2 separate regions of the Sus scrofa genome follow, and region 2 is linked to region 1. Evidence: chromatin contacts called from public HiChIP or PLAC-seq data. All regions are on one chromosome and are shown on one strand. Each heading gives the region's core, a stretch centred on a gene start, on an enhancer-like site or on the middle of the called end of the contact. The rest is flanking DNA. Distances are from core to core; before and after follow the strand shown. Region 1 overlaps NPC1 (NPC intracellular cholesterol transporter 1). Region 2 overlaps TTC39C (tetratricopeptide repeat protein 39C).

What was found. HiChIP or PLAC-seq counts read pairs in DNA pulled down with a chosen protein or histone mark.
Region 2: an H3K27ac HiChIP or PLAC-seq map of alveolar macrophages shows a contact between it and region 1. The contact joins two enhancer-like sites.

Annotation. Positions count from the first base shown.
Region 1 is chr6:108,436,725-108,441,767 of Sscrofa11.1, reverse strand. NPC1 (NPC intracellular cholesterol transporter 1) reads left to right here. Exons shown (of 26, transcript NM_214322.1): 2 at 3,486-3,608; 3 at 4,517-4,623. Among named protein-coding and RNA genes, the nearest start is that of NPC1, 11 kb to the left of the region's middle. Within about 2 kb of position 2,812, at least 37 of the 83 cell types and tissues checked have an H3K27ac peak or open chromatin away from gene starts, as enhancers often do. A contact at or near this core is called in alveolar macrophages, where this site is marked.
Region 2 is chr6:108,956,796-108,962,204 of Sscrofa11.1, reverse strand. TTC39C (tetratricopeptide repeat protein 39C) reads right to left here. Exons shown (of 14, transcript XM_021096193.1): 11 at 1,768-1,865. Among named protein-coding and RNA genes, the nearest start is that of CABYR, 12 kb to the left of the region's middle. Within about 2 kb of position 1,939, at least 3 of the 83 cell types and tissues checked have an H3K27ac peak or open chromatin away from gene starts, as enhancers often do. A contact at or near this core is called in alveolar macrophages, where this site is marked.

The DNA of each region.
Region 1 (5,043 bases), core at 1,563-4,062:
GTGGTGTGGTGCCTTGGAGCCTGGAAGTGCCAGGGTTTGGATCTCAGCTAGGTTCTCGACAGGCAGCAGAGATAAGCATGGCTCGCTCAGTCAGTGTCCACTGAGGAGTGACCCTCGTGTAGTGTAAGGAGTCCTCTGGAGGGGAGGGGAGGGGAGCTGAAGAGAGAGATTCGAGGTAGGAAAGAGGCCTCCCCTATCGGTACAACCATAAGAGAGTTCACAGTGTGTGCGCACACCTACACGTGGGGGCGGGGGGTGATGCTAGAGTGAGGACTTAAATTGGGGGGTGATTCTATTTTATTGAGGGTTTATTTCTAGAACTAGAATGTTCTTTGAATCCTGGCTCTGCCACTCTCAGACAAGTTTTTTAGCCTCTCTGTGCCTCCATTTCCTCATCTGTAAAAAGGGCACAATAGTGGCACCTCCTTTATCCACTTGTCAGGATTCATTGGGTTAATGTATGAAAGCAGTTAAAACAATGCTGCACACAGCATGTGCTCCGTGAGTACCTTAGGGTCCCAATGGTTCCTGCTTCTTTAGGAAGATGATTTGGGGAAGCAGACGTAAGAGCCGTGAGTCAAGCCCAGTTTTTTCTTGGCCCCAAAGAAACCTCAGGTGTTTTCTTCAGGTTTTTGGAACCTCTTTGCTGAGGTCCCAAATAGTTGGAAGACATTAAGAATGATTCCTTTGAAGTTCCCGTTGTGGCTCAGTGGGTTAAGGACCCAACGTAGTATCTGTGAGGATACAAGTTCAATCTCTAGCCTCAGTGGGTTAAGGATCTGGTGTGGCTGTGGTGTAGGCTTCAGCTGCAGTTCTGATTCAACCCCAAGCCTAGGAACTTCCATATGCCTTAGGTGCAGTGTAAAAAAAAAAAATTTTCTTACTGGTTTGTTTTGTTTGCTTTTTAGGGTTGTACCCTCGGCATATGGAGGTTCCCAGGCTAGGGGTTTAATTGTGGCTACTGCTGCCGGCCTACCCCACAGCCACAGCAATGCCAGATCCGAGCCACATTCTGCAGCCTACACCAAAAGATTCCTTACTTTTTTTTTTTTTTTTTTTTTTTTTTTTTGTCTTTTTAGGGCCACACCCACGGCAGGTTCCCAGGCTAGGGGTCTTATCTGAGCTACAGCTGCTGGCCTACACCAGAGCCACAGCAACTCGAAATCCGAGCCACATCTTCGACCTACACCACAGCACATGGCAAAGCCAGATCCTTAACCCACTGAGTGAGGCCAGGGATTGAACCCACAACTTCATGCTTCCTAGTCAGGTTCGTTAACCACTGAGCCACAACAGGAACCCCAGATTCCTTACGTTTGATAGGTGGTGCTTTCTAGTTTCCTAAGCACTTCCTTGTTTATTCCCACATTTAGTCTTCACACCACAACTGTGCCATAAGTGGAGATTATGCATGCAGTTCATAGGTGGGAGGCTCCCATGCCCTTGGCTTGGTTACCTGCTCCAGGTGCACCTAGGCTCAACATGTATGGAGGCTCAGAACCCAGGACTCCTGACCTCCCTCCTCTCCTTCCCTCCCCCGCCCCCAGCCCCATCTCTTCTCCTTGGTGGATAGAAACAACACTGCTATGAAACAGATGGTGTAGACTGTAAAGGATGGGCTTGTGGGTAGGAATCAAACAACTTTGGGTCATCCATATTTTCCCAGAGAGCACTCAGTGCTGAGAAGGGGAACCTAGACTCCAGACACCCATCCTGTTAGTCACGCCAGAGTCGTGGTGGTTTTTTGGGGGTGGGTGGGGTGGTTTTTTGTCTTTTGTCTTTTTAGGCCCCCACCTGCGGCATATGGAAGTTCCTAGGCTAGGGGTCCAATCGGAGCTGCAGCTGCCGGCCTACACCACAGCCACAGCCACACAGGATCCTTAACCCACTGAGCGAGGCCAGGGGTCGAAATTGTGTCCACATGGATACTAGTCGGGTTCATTAACCACTGAGCCATGAGAGGAACTCCAGTCGGTTTTTTGACTGGGTCCCTGCCACTCCTATGGGTGACATGGCAGATGCCCCCTGACCCAGATCTGCCCGCCCTGTTGGTCCGTTGAGAATTCTATGAGGGGGAGCTCAGGGGAGGGGGCCCTGGTATGTGAATTGCAGGTCAATACCAGCAGTTGTCACCCCTGCTGAGTTAGCTTATTTGCCTTTTCAAACTTTGGCAGATGGATAATGACCTTTTAGTGGGAAACCCAGAGCAGTCCTTTCCCTAGAATCACTAGATTTATGGAAATTACTATAATCCTTTTGATAGAAAAATGGTAGAATTTTGCAACATCTTGCCATAGGTTTGGGATGTGGCGTTGCTTAACAATTTTCGCTTCCTCATTTGTATAATCTCCCTTCCTTTCGGCCTAAACATATGACTTAATGAATCAAGAGTGGGGTATCATCATGTTCTGTTTTAAACTATCTGAAGAATAAATTCAGAGCCAAGTCATAGGGACCCTGAGATTTCCCACCACACCTCTCAACCTCCCGCCTGTTGTCCCTTCCACGTTTTCAGGGCTTCGGGGCCTGCCGTGGGATTTGTTATCTCGACACCAGGGACCAGGGCAGCCTGGCTTAGCGCCTTGCACTGTATGGGTCATGTGCACTGCCCCTGGAGAGAATTCATTCTCTTGCTTCTACTCCGGTTTTGGTTTTTTTTTTTTGTTTTTTTTTTTTTTTTGATGGCTTTTCCACGAGGTGTCTTGGGAGCCATGCAGGCTTCCCGACAGCCACAGTTTCCCTAGGACTGCTGATTGCAAGGTCATGCTGGCCATGACCCTGGCCAGCTTGGCGGAGCTCAGTGGCCTTGCCGACGGGCTGAGTCACACTGCCGCACCCTCCTCCCTTCTGAATTTTCTGACAGCCGTGTGACTCTCACGGGGGACTAGCAGTGGCTCTTGAGAAATCTTTGCACAAGAGGCTTTACATTTTTCTTTTAAGATTCTGAGATGGTTTTCCTCAAAGTGGGCCCTTTTCTTTTTACTCACATCTCAAGGACAAGATACTCATTTTTGCTCCTCCTCCTTACTTACGGTTTTTTCTTCAAGTTACGGTGTGCTGATGTTAATTAACCTAAATAGATATGGAAATGTTCCTTAATTACCTAGACCTGGCACAGTTCCTTAGGCAGATAAGCAAACATAGTGCCTTAGTAGTCGCAAACCCCGAACTATCTTGCTTTCTATTTCCTGCACTGATTCTTAGTGACTCTTACATGAAACTGTAGCTTCCTCTTCTTAACAAATAAACTAGCAGGAAGTAGAAATCACGTAAATAAGGAATTTCTACCTCCTTCACTGACTGACCTGACAGATCCATTTTGGGCTTTGGGTCTACTTGAATTAATATTTTTCAAAATATTAAGCTACCCATTGCCCCTTACTGCTACTTTGCTTTGCAGGTAACATTGTGAGCGTCTGGAAATGGTGCTTGAGCGGGTGCCTTTGAAGACACTAATGACCCAAATTTTGTGTTGACTTTTGTAGGTATTTTCACAGTCCTGTGTTTGGTATGGAGAGTGTGGAATCGCATATGGAGATAAGAGGTACAATTGCAGATACTCTGGGCCACCAAAACCACTGCCAGAGGACGGCTATGACCTAGTGCAGGTGAGTTCATTGTCCTGGGCATTGAACACACAATGCTCATCAGATATCCTCGAAGTTATACTTAAATAGTATCATAGAACGGGGGCAGAGATGAAATGAGTAGGCTTCTCTTATCCCAAAGTCTTTGTCTGTAGCTCCGAGAAGATAACATAACTCCAGAGGCTTAATTTTTCTGGGATTGCCTACACCTCGGTCATTGAGTTTCTCAATAGCAGGTTACTATTTAGGGGCTGCTTTTGGTGCCTCAAATGTTACTCTCTGCAGCTTCTTCAAAGTACATTCAAAGTTAGCTCTTTCTGTTCCTCGATTTGAGGACCTGGATGGACAAGGCTGCTAAGTGGCTATGAGTCCTTCATCCTCCATTCACGTTAGGGATTCCTCTGTTTTCCACCAAGAGCCTGTGAACTTGGCTGCTGCCAGGAATCTGTTTCCTGTTGTCTTACCATCTCTAATACACAGAGATATTAGAAAAGAACTGGAAAATTTAGGTTAAAAGACTGGTGTTGGAGGAGGAAGCAATTTAAAATCCAGTCGAGGCAGTAGCGAGGTCTCCTGGATGGACTTGCTCCTTTCATCAGAATTATCAGAGGCGTTCGACTTTCCCTGGAGTGACTCACAGATAGGGTAAATAGCATTCTGGAGAAACTTGACCAGAAAAACCTAAAAAGAACTAAAAGGGTTACCAGGGGAAGAGCGTGAGCTTTCCAATTAGAAGAAAATTTGACATGTCTCTACCCGCTCTCCTTTCGTGAATCCCTAGTTATTAACTGTAAATTTAAAAGAATTCTGCAAGACCTTTGCAAACAGGTGTCTCACCCTCGTGTACCTAGAGAGGAAGATATGAATAAAACGATCTTACCTCACTGAGCCTTGTCTGTCCTTATTTAACCGAGCTTCTCACCCAAAAGGAACTCTGTCCGGGCTTCTTCTTCGGCAATGTCAGTCTTTGCTGTGATGTTCAGCAGCTGCGGACCCTGAAGGACAACCTGCAGCTGCCTCTGCAGTTCCTGTCCAGGTAGGCTGAGCACCAGGCATACCAACAAGGGGGCTTTCAAAAGCTTAGTTTTTGTCTTATTTCAAGAAAGCCATCTTGTGACATCTCAGAAATAAAGAGGAACTTGTGATAAAGTAATACTTATCAGACTCAGCTCTCTTTCTAGCTACATTGAGAGTCGCTCCTTGGTTTCCCTCTGCGTCATCTTCACCCCAGAGGAGCCTGCGCTGTGCCCTGGGCCCCTTCAGACTCTGTGGGGAGAAGAGGTTCCTGATGGTCCTGCCCAGGCCTTCGACCTGAGACCCTCACCCATGCCCAACTCTGCATCACTCCCTCATCGCCCCTGCTTTGTACATGGTTCTCTCTTGCTGCAGTGACCCAGACCTCAGTCAAGCTGGCCTTTGATGACTGCTCTTGTTCTGGCATAGTCGGCTGGTTTTG
Region 2 (5,409 bases), core at 690-3,189, 520 kb before region 1:
TGAAAATATTGAATGGTTCTTTTTCATATAACATGTACCAAGAATATCCTAAACCAACACTGTCTGACTCTTCTTTCCTCCTTCTCCAACTGAGACTGTCATCTTTGATAAATAGCTAGTTCCAGGAAAGAAGCCCATATGCAAAGGATTCCAAGGCTCTGAAGTTACAAACGACCCAATCAAAAAATGGGCAGAAGACTTAAATAGACAATTCTCCAAAGAAGATATATGGATGGCCAATAGACACATGAGAAAATGCTCAACACCACTAATTATTAGAGAAATGCAAATCAAAACTACAATGAGGTACCACCTCACACCAGTCAGAATGGCCATCATTAACAAGTCAACAAATAACAAATGTGGAGAAAAGGGTACCCTTTTGTACTCTTGGTGGGAATGTAAATTACTATAACCACTATGGAAAACCATATGGAGGTACCCCAAAAAACTAAATATAGAACTACCATATGATCCAGCAATCCCACTCCTGGGCATATATCTGGACAAAACTTTCATTGAAAAAGATACATGCACCCCTATGTTTAGTGCAGCACTATTCACAATAGCCAAGACATGGGAACAACCTAAATGTCCATTGAGAGACGAATGGTTTAAGAAGACATGGTACATATATACAATGGCTCAGCCATAAAAAAGATAAACTAATGCCATTTGAAACAACATAAATGGAAATAGAGATTCTCATACTAAGTGAAGCCAGAAAGAACACTACCATATGACATCACTTGTTTGTGTAATCTAAAATATTGCACAGGAGTTCCCGTCGTGGCTCAGAGGTTAATGAGCCTGACTAGCATCCATGAGGATGTGGGTTTGATCCCTGGCCTCGCTCAGTGGGTTAAGGATGCTGTGAGCTGTAGAGTAGGTCGTAGACACAGGTTGAGTCCCGAGTTGCTGTGGCTGTGGTGTAGGCCGGTGGCTACAGTTCCAATTGGACCCCTATCCTGGGAACCTCCATATATGCCGTTGGGTGCGGCTCTTAAAAGACAAAAAAATATAAAATAAAAATAAAATATCGCAAGATGTTCCCATCTGCAAAATAGAAACAGATCATGGCCAAGGAGAGCAGATTTGTGGTTCTTAACAGGGGAGGGGAGAAAGGGTGGGATGGACAGGCACTTGGGGGTTTTTGGATACAAACTATAATATTTGGAATGGATGGGCAATGGGGCCCTATCATAGCACAGGGAACTGTGTGTGATTGGGTCACTTTGCTGTACAACAGAAAATTTAAGAAACATTGTAAATCAACTATCCTTTCATTTAAAAATGTTTTAAAAAATTAATGTGAACCAGGAGTTCCCATTGTGGCAAAGCAGAAAAGAATCTGACTAGGAATGATGGGGTTGCAGGTTTGATCCCTGGCCTCGCTTGGTGGGTTAAGGATCCAGCATTGCTATGAGCTGTGGTGTAGGTCAAAGACGCGGCTCGGATCTGGCATTGTTGTGGTTGTGGCGTAGGCCGGCAGCAACAGCTCCGATTAGACCCCTAGCCTGGGAACCTCCACATGCCGCGGATGTGGCCCTAAAACAAACAAACAAACAAACAAAATTAATGTGAACCATCATTAACTTCCAGCATCTTAAACTTCCAGCACTTTAATCAAATAAAGTGGATGAAACTCACAATGCAGTGGGGGGAGATCGGTTTGTGTAACACTTTTTCCTTTTTCTTTTTCACAAGCACATATGCAGGCTTTCACAGTTTGGGGTCCTTAGCCATGACTACACATTAACCATTTACCTGAACAGCATCTTCTGAGTTCCCCAGACATTTGTGTATGGCACCAAGAAGCAAATACTTTAATCCGACGACAGATGAGTCATCCACTTCATGGCAAGCTTAAAGAGAAGTGAAAGCAGCAAGAAGGAAATACATTCACTTAATTCCGTAAATATCATTGAGTTAACTATTTCATTGGTTAGCAACTTACTCAGTGCATAATTCTGCCCCCTGAAACTGAGAAGGTTCCCCTTCCTACTACTTAATGAGTATCCTTAGTCATGGAAAGGCAAAGATATTGAACTTCATAGTGCCAAGAAGTCTCAAAACTGAATCTACTGCTACTAAGTCAAAGAAGAAAATTTGCAATTGGCTCCATACTGTACAATTACAACTATGTGACATTCTGGAAAAGGCAAAACTGTGGTGGGTTGCCAGAGGTAGGGCGCAGGTACATTCAGGGAAGTGAAACAATTCTGTATCATTTCGTCTGTAAAAGTGCATATGTGTCATTACTTCATTCATCAAATCCCACAGAATGTACCAAAAAAGCATCAACTCTAATGCAAATGGTGGACTCTGAGTGATAACAATGTGTCAGTGTTGGTTCATCAGCTGTTAACAAATGACCCACAGTGGGGGACATTAGTGGTTGGGGAGTCTGTGTGTGTACAGGTGAGGGTTGGGAGGGTCTGGGGTATATGGGAACCACTCCGTACTTTCTGCTCAATTTGGCTGTGAATCTAAAACTGCTCTCAAAAATAATGTCTATCTGGAGTTCCCATTAAGGCTCAGCAGAAATGAATTCGACTAATATCCATTAGGATGCGGGTTGGATCCCTGGCCTCACTCAGTGGGTCGGGGATCCAGCATTGCCCTGAGCTGTGTTGTGGGTTGCAGACTCAGCTTGGATCCCGTGTTGCTGTGGCTGTGGTGTAGGCCGGCAGCTGTAGCTCCAATTTGTTTCCCTAGCCTGGGAACTTCCATGTTCCATGGGTGTGGCTCTAAAATACTAAAAAATAAAAAGACAAAGTCTATCAATATCTCTTAAATTGCATCATATTAGTTTAAAAAACTAGGCAGTAAACACCCTCACATGTCTTGTAGGAGACACTGCACCAGTCTCCGAGAAGGGGCGTGATCCCCCTACTTCAAGAAGATTCCATCTACTGTGGAGGATGGGCACACATGTTGGAGGGTAACATGGAAGTTTTCCAAGGAAATGAAAAAGGTAGAAATCGGAAACATAGTGGAGCTAATAGAGGAGGAAAACTAGTAATTATTTCTATGCACCAATAAAGACATTGAGATTTGATACGGTTTGATAAAAACATACACATACACACACACACATATTACATATAAATGTATGGACATACGTGTGTGTGTGTGTGTGTGTGTGTGTGTGTGTGGACATACGTGTGTGTGTGTATCTCAAGGTTCCAGAAGAAGTTTTGGAAGTAACCAGAAGAGCTGGATAGAGTGGCAAAGAGGTAAATGTGAATCTAAACCTACAGAAGCAAGAGGTGTCTCAAAAAAATAGGCTGTAAATATCTCCACAAAAAAAGAACCCAAAAAATCTTATGGTAGCAGTAGTGTTGGGGGAATGCAGTTCATTCACCCCTTCATTCACTCATTCACTCTTCATTCATTCTACCCATTCACTCAATATGTACTGAGTATTTACTATGTGCCAGCAGTGACCACACAGAAAAAAAATTCCTGCCCTTAGGAAACTAAAGTTTTGTGGAGGGAACAGATGACACAAAAGACAAACAGATAAAATAAGTATGTTAAAGAAGTATACATGCTGAGATAAAAAATAAAGCTAGAAAGGGGGCGGTTAGAAAGGTACAGGTTGGAGTTCCCATTGTGGCTCAGTGGTAAAGAACCCGACTAGTACCCACGAGGATGTGGGTTCGATCCCTAGCCTTGGCCTTGCTCAGTGGGTTAAGGATCTGGAGTTACCGTGAGCTGTGGTATAGGTTGTGGACATGGCTCAGTTCCTGCATTGCTGCAGCTGTGGTGTAGGCCTGCAGCTACAGCTCCGATTCAACCCCTAGTTTGGGAATTTCCATATGCTGTGGGTGTGGCCCTAAAAAAAAAAAAAAAAAAAAAGAGGAATGGTATAGGTTAAGCCCCACTGAAAAAGTCAGAGGTGTATAAAGGACAGCCTGAAGAAAATGAGTAAAGGAGCCATGTCAATGTTGGTGGGATGGGAAGAGTTTTTGCAGGAGAGAAGGGCAAGTGCAAAGGCACTGAGGCCTGGTATGCTCAGGCTCAGGAAGGAGGAGTGTGGCTGGAGTCTGGTGGGCAGGGGAAGGGTGTGAGCAGCATCAGCAGTGGGGCATGTGTGCCGACAACACGCCATTTGATGGACCTGGGCCTTTACTGTGAATGAGATGAGACCACAGGTCTTAGAGGTGCAACAACACACACTTAGGTTTTAATCATTCTGACTGCTGTGCTAAGAATATAGAGTAAGCAGAGGAGAGGGGCTGGTAAGTGAGGGAAGGGCATGAGTGAAACCACGGGACAAGATGTAAGAATCCAACCGCTCTGCTGATGAAGGGAGTGGGAGTCACAGACAGGGACTGAGGGCCTGGGGGAAGAGCGTGATAATGCACACAGCCCTCTATCACCTGCTAGCAGGTTTTTTTTTTTTCCCCCTAGAACTTAACTATTTCTTTATAAAGATCTTCACTGTTTTTCACACAATTGAATCAATTTGGATCACTACTGGGGAATGAGATAATCTAATTAACAGCTCTCTGAAATGGACTGTCATCAAAAAGATTAGAGAATTATCTCATGTTCCTGCGACACTGCCTCCCTTTCCAAGACATCTTTCTTGTTTGATACTTGGAAAGGCATTCAGAGAATATTTAGTTACATTGAGTGATAATCATTCTTGTACCTGCCAAGTATTATTTGATATCTGCATGAGTGTTTTAATTCTCTCTAAACACACGACCACCCAATTGTGCATTAAAAACAATACCTAAAATTCTGTACTGTTCCTCTGAGTTAGAGGTTTGGTAGATATTCTAGACTTGCATCAACAATAAGAGATGGGTTTTAAATTATGCCTATCTTTTTAAACAACAGAACAGACCTCGCATAACTAAGAAAATTTTGCTTCCTTTCAAGGAATCCCCTTAGGAGGGTTACACACCTACTCTAATTACAGGGCCTCTGAGCACAGCTTCTTTTAGAATTGCTTTACCTTGATCTGGAATATCAATCAACACGGACAAACTTTTTGACCTTCGAGAGCAAATCCTTCTTTTTTTTTTTTTTTTTTTTAATAAGCAGAAGGCAGGTAAGTCTGATGATAAAAATATGTGAATCAATGGAAAACGCTGTATTTGATCACAAACAAGTTGACTTGTGGAGAAACCTGAAAATCTTCTACAGTCACTAACAATTGTTTAACAAGCCCTAAATATTAATACTAAATCTCTTTGGAAAAGGGAAGCATGTATGTCAATAAGACTACATGTCCAAAGAAAGTTACTTTCTATAGAACCATCTTTTGGGATGTACAGTCGGTGATACTCCAAACTTGAAAGTTCCGCATCCATGGATGCAACCAACTGTGGATTGAAAACATTCTGGAAAAAAAAAAAAAATTTCCAGAAAGTCCCAACAAGCAAAACTTGA